2 separate regions of the Rattus norvegicus genome follow, and region 1 is linked to region 2. Evidence: chromatin contacts called from public Hi-C data. All regions are on one chromosome and are shown on one strand. The core of a region is the stretch at or near the end of the contact, and the rest is flanking DNA. Distances in the headings are between cores, read along the strand shown. Region 1 overlaps Tmem38b (transmembrane protein 38B). Region 2 holds the start of Tal2 (TAL bHLH transcription factor 2).

Region 1 (3,694 bases), core at 748-3,247, 66 kb before region 2:
ACTAATATACTAACACAGGATTCATGTTATAATATGAAATGAATTTTAGCTGATATATAATATTAATTCAATAATTTCTAGCTATCAAGTGAGTAATTCCACCCACCTACTTCCCACAGCCACAGGTTCCCTCTACTTCTTCACCATTACAATGTTGTTTTTAACATTCACCCTGCTTACAACTACCTAATACATTCACAAGTACTTTTGGTTCTTTTTCTCACGGTGTTGCATGTGCATGAGCAGCAGAGGGCTGCATGCCACAGTGAACGTGTGGAAGACAAGAAGCTTCTCTGTGCATCGGTCCTCTCCTTCCAGCTTTGTGTGAGTTCGGGGCTCGAACTCAGGTTGCTAGGCTTGGGTGGCAAGCACCTTTACCCACCGAGCCCTCTCACCAGTCCCAGGGACAATGAACACTAAATGTTCCTATATATAATAAATAGATAGGGTTTTAATAGAAAGCATAGTTTTCTTTAAATAAAACATAGCATGTACAATACATTGGTATCAATAATCAATATATTTTTAACTTAATTAATCAATCTTAAGAACATCTAAATCTGCATGAAGAAGAATCCAAGCCAATTCCTACTATCGTTTTCCAAATTCATGTTTAAAGACGTCAGAAGCCTTTAAATAATCCAATAGCCAGATGTGGTGGTGCAAACCTTTAACCCCAGCACTGGGGAGGCAGAGGCTGGTAGATCCCTGTGAGTTGGAGGACAGCCCGAGGAACATACTGAGTTTTGTTCAGGACAGCCAGGGCTACACAGTGAACCTATCGATCAATCAATAAACAAGCAAATGCAAAGCCAACAGAAAAGAAGATGAGAAAAGTTATGTATAAGCCATAACCATTTGGACTTTTTAGTTGTTCACACTTCCTTATCATGTCTATTTGTTTATTTCACAAAACAAAGTATTTGGGCCAATATTTGATGTTCTCTTACATTAAAATATTCCCACAAAAACTGTAAGAACAATTTCCACTGGGCGAAGGTAAGGGGAGGAAAGGCAAGAGGCAAACTTTGCACTTAAAAATCTTTGGCTCTACTTGGGAACATTCACTGCACATGCATTAACTTAAGGACATAAAAAACTTTCAAGGGAAAAGATCCATTTTACTACAGTCTATTAACCAATTCTTTAAAACCCTCATAGTGCGGCCTAAGGCAACTTACCAGATTGAAGATGCCAGTAAAATATTAGTGTGGTTTGTAAGGAACTTCAGTGGAGGCTCTGCAAGCAGTATACACGACAAAATTCCTCCCCCAAAGCAATGCAGCATAGCACTCAACCAGCTGGACAGGGGGTTGCTCCAGGCCGCGGCCACCGCTCCTGAAAGGACAAGTGAACACGCCCTGAGACAGCTGCACATTTACCAAAAGCGCTAAGCACCCAATACACTAGAGAAACAAACTGTTTATTTCTAACAAATTATACTCATAAGAGAGCTCATCATGGCGATTGAAGTCTGTGTTCTTTTCAAGTCATGGGCTTCACTGTGTGGAGTGTAGTGAGATGGCTGCAGGTGTGTGCAGGTATGTGCAGGTGTGTGCAGGTATGTGCAGGTGTGTGCAAGTGTGTGCAGGTATGTTGGGAGGGTACTCTCCAGTGCATGCACGTGGAGGTCAGAGGTGACGTCAGGACGTCTTTCCTCGATCGAATCTCCACACTAGTTTTTGAGACTTGCTGAGCCCGAAGCTTGCTGCCGAAGTTAGATTGACAGACCCGTAAGCCTCCAGGATCCGCTGTGGTTCCAGGCATGTGTTGCTTTAATTGCCTTTTCCTTGGGTTTTGGAGATAAAGTCAGCTTTTGACGCCTGTGCAGCCAGTGCTTTATCCACCGAGTCCTCTAACCCCAAAACAATAGGTTTTTCTTCAAACAGACATAGGGTTTGTTTTTGAGGTGGGGGAGAAGGTAAGAGCTAGCGCACACATCTATGTGCTTGAGTAATCTATGATGCAATTGCCTATGTGTGCACATACGGAAGTGGGGCTGACCCGGGGCTGACCCGGGGCTTCTTCCTCTATTGCTGTCTTTTACCTTTTGTTAGGCAGGGCACTATATAACCTTAGCTGGCCTAAACTCTCTACGTAGACAAGGCTAGTCTCATACTAGAAACTAGAGATCCATCCACCTCTCTCAACCTCCTGAACGCTGGAATGAAAGGCATGCATCACTCTGCCTGGCTCCCTACCTTACTTTTAGAGACAAGGTCAGTCACAAAATCCCGAGCTCTCTGTTCTGACTCCACAGGCTGGTAAGCACTCCTAGGTTCTTCCTGCTGCCACCCTTCCAGCACCATGGCCAGCTTTAACAGGGGCTAGGGACACAGACTCCAGTCTCCGTGCTTGCACATCAGGCCCTTTCCCCACTAAGCCATCTCACAGCCACAGGGGTATTTTTAATGACTAATTTGACATCCTCAAAATATCATCCAAGTTTTTTTTACCAATCCCCTAATAATAGATGGTTCATTTAAAAAAGGTCCCACTTAGTGTTTCCTTCTACCCCAAATCTTACTGTGAGCACTCCGAAACAATGTGTCAAAGGACTATATTAAGGTCGGAGACCAGTGAAATGGCTTAGCAAGTAAGCCAAGCCTGAAAACTTCCTTTGAGCCCTAGGACAGATATTGTGGATGGAGAGAATCAAATCCCACAAGTTGTCCTCTGACAACCACGCATGCGCACACACACATATACACATACACATACACACACACGCGCGCGCGCTAAATAAATAAATAGTGTAATTAATTTTTTTAAAAGAAAAGTTGGACCAGTTGGGTGGCTCAGTGGGTACAGGTTCTTGTACAAGTCTGACAACCTGAGTTCAGCGCCCCAGAATCCATGAAAAGATGTGAGAAGAGAATCAACTCCACAAAGCTCTTCTCTGACCTCCACACATCTGCTGTAGTACCCTACCACTACCAATGACGAAATAGGTTTGCTGTTTGTTTTATTTAAGAAAGGTTTATAACCTTAATTACTTTAGAAAACTAAGTACCTACAGTAAACAAACTAAGCTTTCAACATATCAACCTGGGAATAAAGAACAAACTCAAATGTCAAAGATAATGGGGACAGAGGGTAGATAGCTAAGACACACTGCTGCTTCTAATGGCTAACCTTGATTGTCAACTTGACTACAACTGGAATCAACTAAAACCCCAGCAGCCGGGCCTGCCTGTGAGAAATGTTCTTGATTTGATCATTTGAACTGGGATGATCCATCCTAAATATGATACTATTGTACCTCTGAATATATATAATACATAATAAATATTAGATATTAGACATATAAATGGAAGAAGGTGGGTAGAGACTACTGCCAGGCCCTGCAACCCCAACAGACTGGGACCGCACCTGCGCTCTGCTCCTTGCTGCCACACCTGGGGCTGTTCCTGGGCCTGGCTCTGTGCTTTTCCCCCGCTTGCCAGTGATAATGGGTCCTGCGTGGTCTTTGATAAAGTCTACAGCTCTGACAATGTGAGAATCAACACTACGGCTGAGGTCTCTGGTGGGAATACAATCTATACAGTGACAGTCCCCGTGAACGAGTCAGTTGGTGCTGGGGAGAACAACAACCCAGCGGGCATCTGGGGTGGAGCATATCAGAAGTGCAGCGACAGCAGTGTCTATGACTGGACATACCTAAGCAACCCGGCCTTCTGGACAGCCTGGACAG
Region 2 (4,304 bases), core at 1,485-3,984:
AAAGCTCAAAATAGAGGCCACTGGAAAATTGCTGCAGTACTTCTTAAATCAAAGGAAAATTACATTTAGTGTTTTTCCAGTTGCAAGGTCTGATTGCCTCTAATGTTGATTTCAAAGCAACAGAAGAGAGGGAAAAAAATCCCACACCAGATGCCATGGAGAGATGTGGAAACAAGGGCCAGGCAAGCACCAATGTCACAACTGACGACTCTCACTACGTTAGGGTTCGTTAGCTTTTTCTTTTTCCTCTCCGTGAATTTTTTTGGTGGTCTAGGGAAGCCCGGGTTTGCAGTCCACTCAGAATGATGATTTTAAATACATATTGGTTCATTTGTCAAAATTGTGAATGCATAAGTTAAAAGTACGGAGATACAAAGATTAGTTGGTTATACTTAGTAGTTAGTTATTTAAATACTAAAATAAAAGTGTAAAAGGGCAATGCATTTGCTTAATTTTTAACACATTAAAAACTACACATATTACCAAAATTCCTAAGGAGTGACATTTGAAACTTTTAAGAAACGATCTGCAACATCTGGGGTGTGACATGCTAGCATCCAGGACCTCCACTGGTGACAAGTTTGCCACCACTACCTTGTGTTAGGATAAAACTTTGCTACTGTATCGTATCTTAAAGTATCTGAACAGCTACTAAATACAACTGCTTATTTCCCCCTGTCTGGTGTCTCGTATTTAACACATTTAAAGTTGTTATTCCAAGGAGAGAACCCAAAATTGTTTACTTTATTTAAAACCATGTTGATATTAATACATTTAATCACCTATGTTTATAAATAAAATAAATGCTACATTTAGAATAAATGTTAATAGAATTAAAGATCCAATGTCTCCTTACTCAAGTTCACGGGACTCTTGAATTCTAGCCACACATCCCTAGGTATGTAGGGGTTAGAGACTCGAGTTAATAATGGTGCAAAAGGGGGTTGGGGATTTAGCTCAGTGGTAGAGCGCTTGCCTGGGAAGCGCAAGGCCCTGGGTTCGGTCCCCAGCTCCGGAAAAAAAGAACCAAAAAAAAAAAAATAATAATAATGGTGCAAAAGGTCTGGCGAGATGGCTCAGTAGGTACAAGCACTGGCTGTTCATTCAGAGGACTGGAGTTCAATTCCCAGTAGCTACTTGGCAGCTCATAGTTGTCTGTAACTCTAACTCCAGAAGAATCAGCCTCCTCGTCTGGGTGCCAGCCAGGAAAGTCAGGCACAGATACATACCCATACACATAAAAACGTTAAGGAAATAAAAAGGATCATACGCTTAAGGCCTGCCTGGATGAACTATCTCACTAAGGCATGGGGGCTGTAGAAAGCGCCTGGACTAATGCTATGTTAAATAAACTGTAAGTTTATTATATGGTCACCAGAGAGTAGCCCATTAACTGGAGAAAATGGCGATCCTCCAAGAGGAGATCATGCTGCTAATTGCTGCTCTTTGGTGCCCGCAGCTCCTGGACACAAAACCCAGGTCATCTAGAAAGGCACAAAAGTCCAAAGCTCACTGCATACATGGCTAGCCCCAGGCCTTCAGGCTCAAACAGCTCTTTTGTTCTTAGGGTTTTCAGTTTATCTCCTGCAACCCAACCCAATCCGTGTGTTTGTCTCTTAAGACTTGGTCCAGAGAGAGAGAGAGAGAGAGAGAGAGAGAGAGAGAGAGAGAGAGCTGGGCAGCAGTTTGGAAAGCTGAACAGAGGATGGATGGGGTCTGACAGCCAACACCAGGCACTGCTCTGCTCTCTTAAGGAAAAAGCACCAAGCCAGCAAGATTTACCGGGGAAGGTTACAAGGTGTGTGTGTGTGTGTGTGTGGGAATGGTATGAGGGTAGAGGGCAGTGAGATGAGAGAAGGAAACGACTAAAACACAGTTTATTTGAAACTGTTACAGCAATACCTAACACCTTATACGTTGATTTTTAAAAAGTTAGCCCATGCCAGTTCAAAAAATAATTAAAAAGTTAACAGTACAAGGAAGGTCCCTACCTATCTACTTAACCCAACCCACTCCCCATCACTGCTGGTCTGAGGTGTACACCCCATCCTCGCTCACACATACACATACACACTCACATTTTAGCACCCGCTATACATACTATACTATGGGCAAGCTTGTCTCTCTTAAGCAGCCCCACGTTAAGCTTTGAGTCAGTAGGACTCACTGGATACGCTTTGTGGGCTGCGGACTAATAGCTTTCATGTGCCCGGGACTTCGGTTCTGAGGCGCACTTCACACCAGCGCCTCGCAGCCTGCCTACACTTGACTCCTCCGCACATTTTGTCCAGTGTGCCGCTTGTCTATGAACCCTCATTTCCTATCTATCCCTTCTCCACCCTTAAAAAGAATAAGTTATCTCACCCACGGTAGCAAACCATTGACCTGCCCATATACATTATTTCGGGAGGCTGGGAAAACATCTAGTGGTCGAAATTTCAGATCTGCCAAGTCTCAGAGGGTCGCTAACAGATCTGGGGTTGAGATAAAGAACCCTGGGATGGAAGGAACTGTTTCTGCGTTCCAGCTAAAACGGGTTTGACAACATGCGTTAGGAGTCCGGACCAGCTTCCCAAGAGCCGCGCTATTGCCACTGTCCCGCCGAAAGTTCCCGGGTCACCCAGAGTCCCCTCAGTAGCTGCTCCCACTCCCCTAAGTCAACGCACCTTCTTGCCAGGAGCTGGGAGCTGGCGCGGTCGCAGTTGTCGCAGCGCCTGTCTGTGTGCGCCCTCGCCTGGACGCAGGGTCTCTGCCACAGCCTTTATAGGACACCACCCTTTGTCTGGAGGCAGGAGGGGGGCTTCCAGCCGAGGACTCCCTCCAGTCCCTCCCCACCTTGCCCCGTCAGCCCTCCCAAGTGCAGCAGCCAAGGAGCAGTGGAGGAAGAGGGTCCCCTCTTTGTCTGAGGCTTTAGGGGAGGGGTTGCTGTTTCCAACCTCCTCTTACAGGCAAGCATCCCAATACCTCGGACTCTTGCTAACTCCCCGGGTACTTCTACAAACACCAGGGCAGGTGTAGTCCGATCCAAATGGCTACCTCCAGATCCCCTTAATGAGTTTGAGAGATGAGGGCTGTGACCTGCAATTTTACCAACTACCCCAGGAAATGCAGACACAGAGCAAAATTTAAAAGCATCGCACTGGACACAGACTGTGGGTTCATATAAGGGTCTGGTCTAGTTTTTCCTGTTGGTCAGCACAGGGAATGGTTGTTTCAGGGATGGAGGGACTCTGTTCTTGTCTCCCTTCCTCTGTCCTGTATCTTCCAGAATGACCTGAGAAAACCCTAGTCAGACTTCTGTCAGATTCTGAGATCTAAACTCTTCGGTGGCTTTCCATTTCATTCAAAACTAAGCATACAGATGTAATAACATCTGCAAGGCCAAGCAAGAGGATGGGGCATCTGAAGCCGCCCTGATTTAGATAATGAGGGAAACCTTGTCTGAAAAGCAAGCAAGCAAGCAAGCAAGCCCACACACACACACACACACACACACACACACACACACACACACACACACACCAGAAGGAAAGCAAGCAGTAGACTTTAAGTGGCTACTGAGATCCCTTTATTGCTAGTCAGGCCGTCCTTTCCTCCCCTGGGCTTGACTTAGCTCCAGAGAAGTGAAATACTCCGGTTCATCCTTTCAGGAACACATCAGGCATCCCCCTGCCTCCAGCTTTGGCAGGGTTCTCTCTGCCTAAACGTGCCTCTCCCAGGTTATCCAGTAGAGGTCCTTCCCTCCCCTTCCTCTCCTGTGAATCAGGTCAGCACTGGAAGCTTATGCCCGAGTCAGGCCCTGTTTAGAGGTCAAGAGGATAATTCCAAACAAAACCAGACATAAACGTCTGCCCTCAAAGCGCTGGCATTCCTTAGGTCTTTTTACTCAGATGCCACCTTCCCAGTGAAGAGCTTTAAACTTTTTCAGATTACATTTATCCATCTATTGAGGGAGGTGCTCCCAGGCCAATGTGTGGAGGTCGGAGAACAACTGGAGGGAGGTGTTCTTCCACTGGTAAGTTTCAGGGATCAAATTCAGGTCTTCAGATTTGGCAGCAAGTGTCTTCCCTGCTGAGCCATCTCATCAGCCCAATACCTAAGAGCTTTTAGCATACAAAATTGTGCCCCACCCCCACCTCACCCCCTGCACACGCCAGAATCACAGGCACGCACATACGTCATCCTTTGTCTTCTGTATTCTCAGTGCTCTACCCCACTTAGTGATATTTCCTGTCTCCTATCTCTTCCATAGCCATCATTCCCATGCTGAATACATGTCCATCAGATGTTGCTTGTTAAGTGTC

Evidence for each region. A called contact is a pair of places that touch in the nucleus more often than the background predicts.
Region 1: a contact with region 2 is called in a Hi-C map of liver, with 2.9 times the contacts expected there. The contact joins the enhancer-like site here to the promoter of Tal2 in region 2. A contact is called at or near these places in 8 of 12 Hi-C or Micro-C datasets (Schwann cells, frontal cortex, hepatocytes and 3 more).

The regions. Positions count from the first base shown.
Region 1 is chr5:73,270,519-73,274,212 of GRCr8, reverse strand. It overlaps Tmem38b (transmembrane protein 38B), which reads right to left. Exons shown (of 6, transcript NM_001014191.1): 2 at 1,182-1,338. It also overlaps the pseudogene Plet1-ps1. Among named protein-coding and RNA genes, the nearest start is that of Tmem38b, 17 kb to the right of the region's middle. Within about 2 kb of position 1,997, at least 1 of the 93 cell types and tissues checked has an H3K27ac peak or open chromatin away from gene starts, as enhancers often do. A contact at or near this core is called in liver, where this site is marked.
Region 2 is chr5:73,204,802-73,209,105 of GRCr8, reverse strand. Tal2 (TAL bHLH transcription factor 2) reads right to left here and starts at 2,734. Exons shown (of 2, transcript NM_001109462.1): 1 at 2,667-2,734.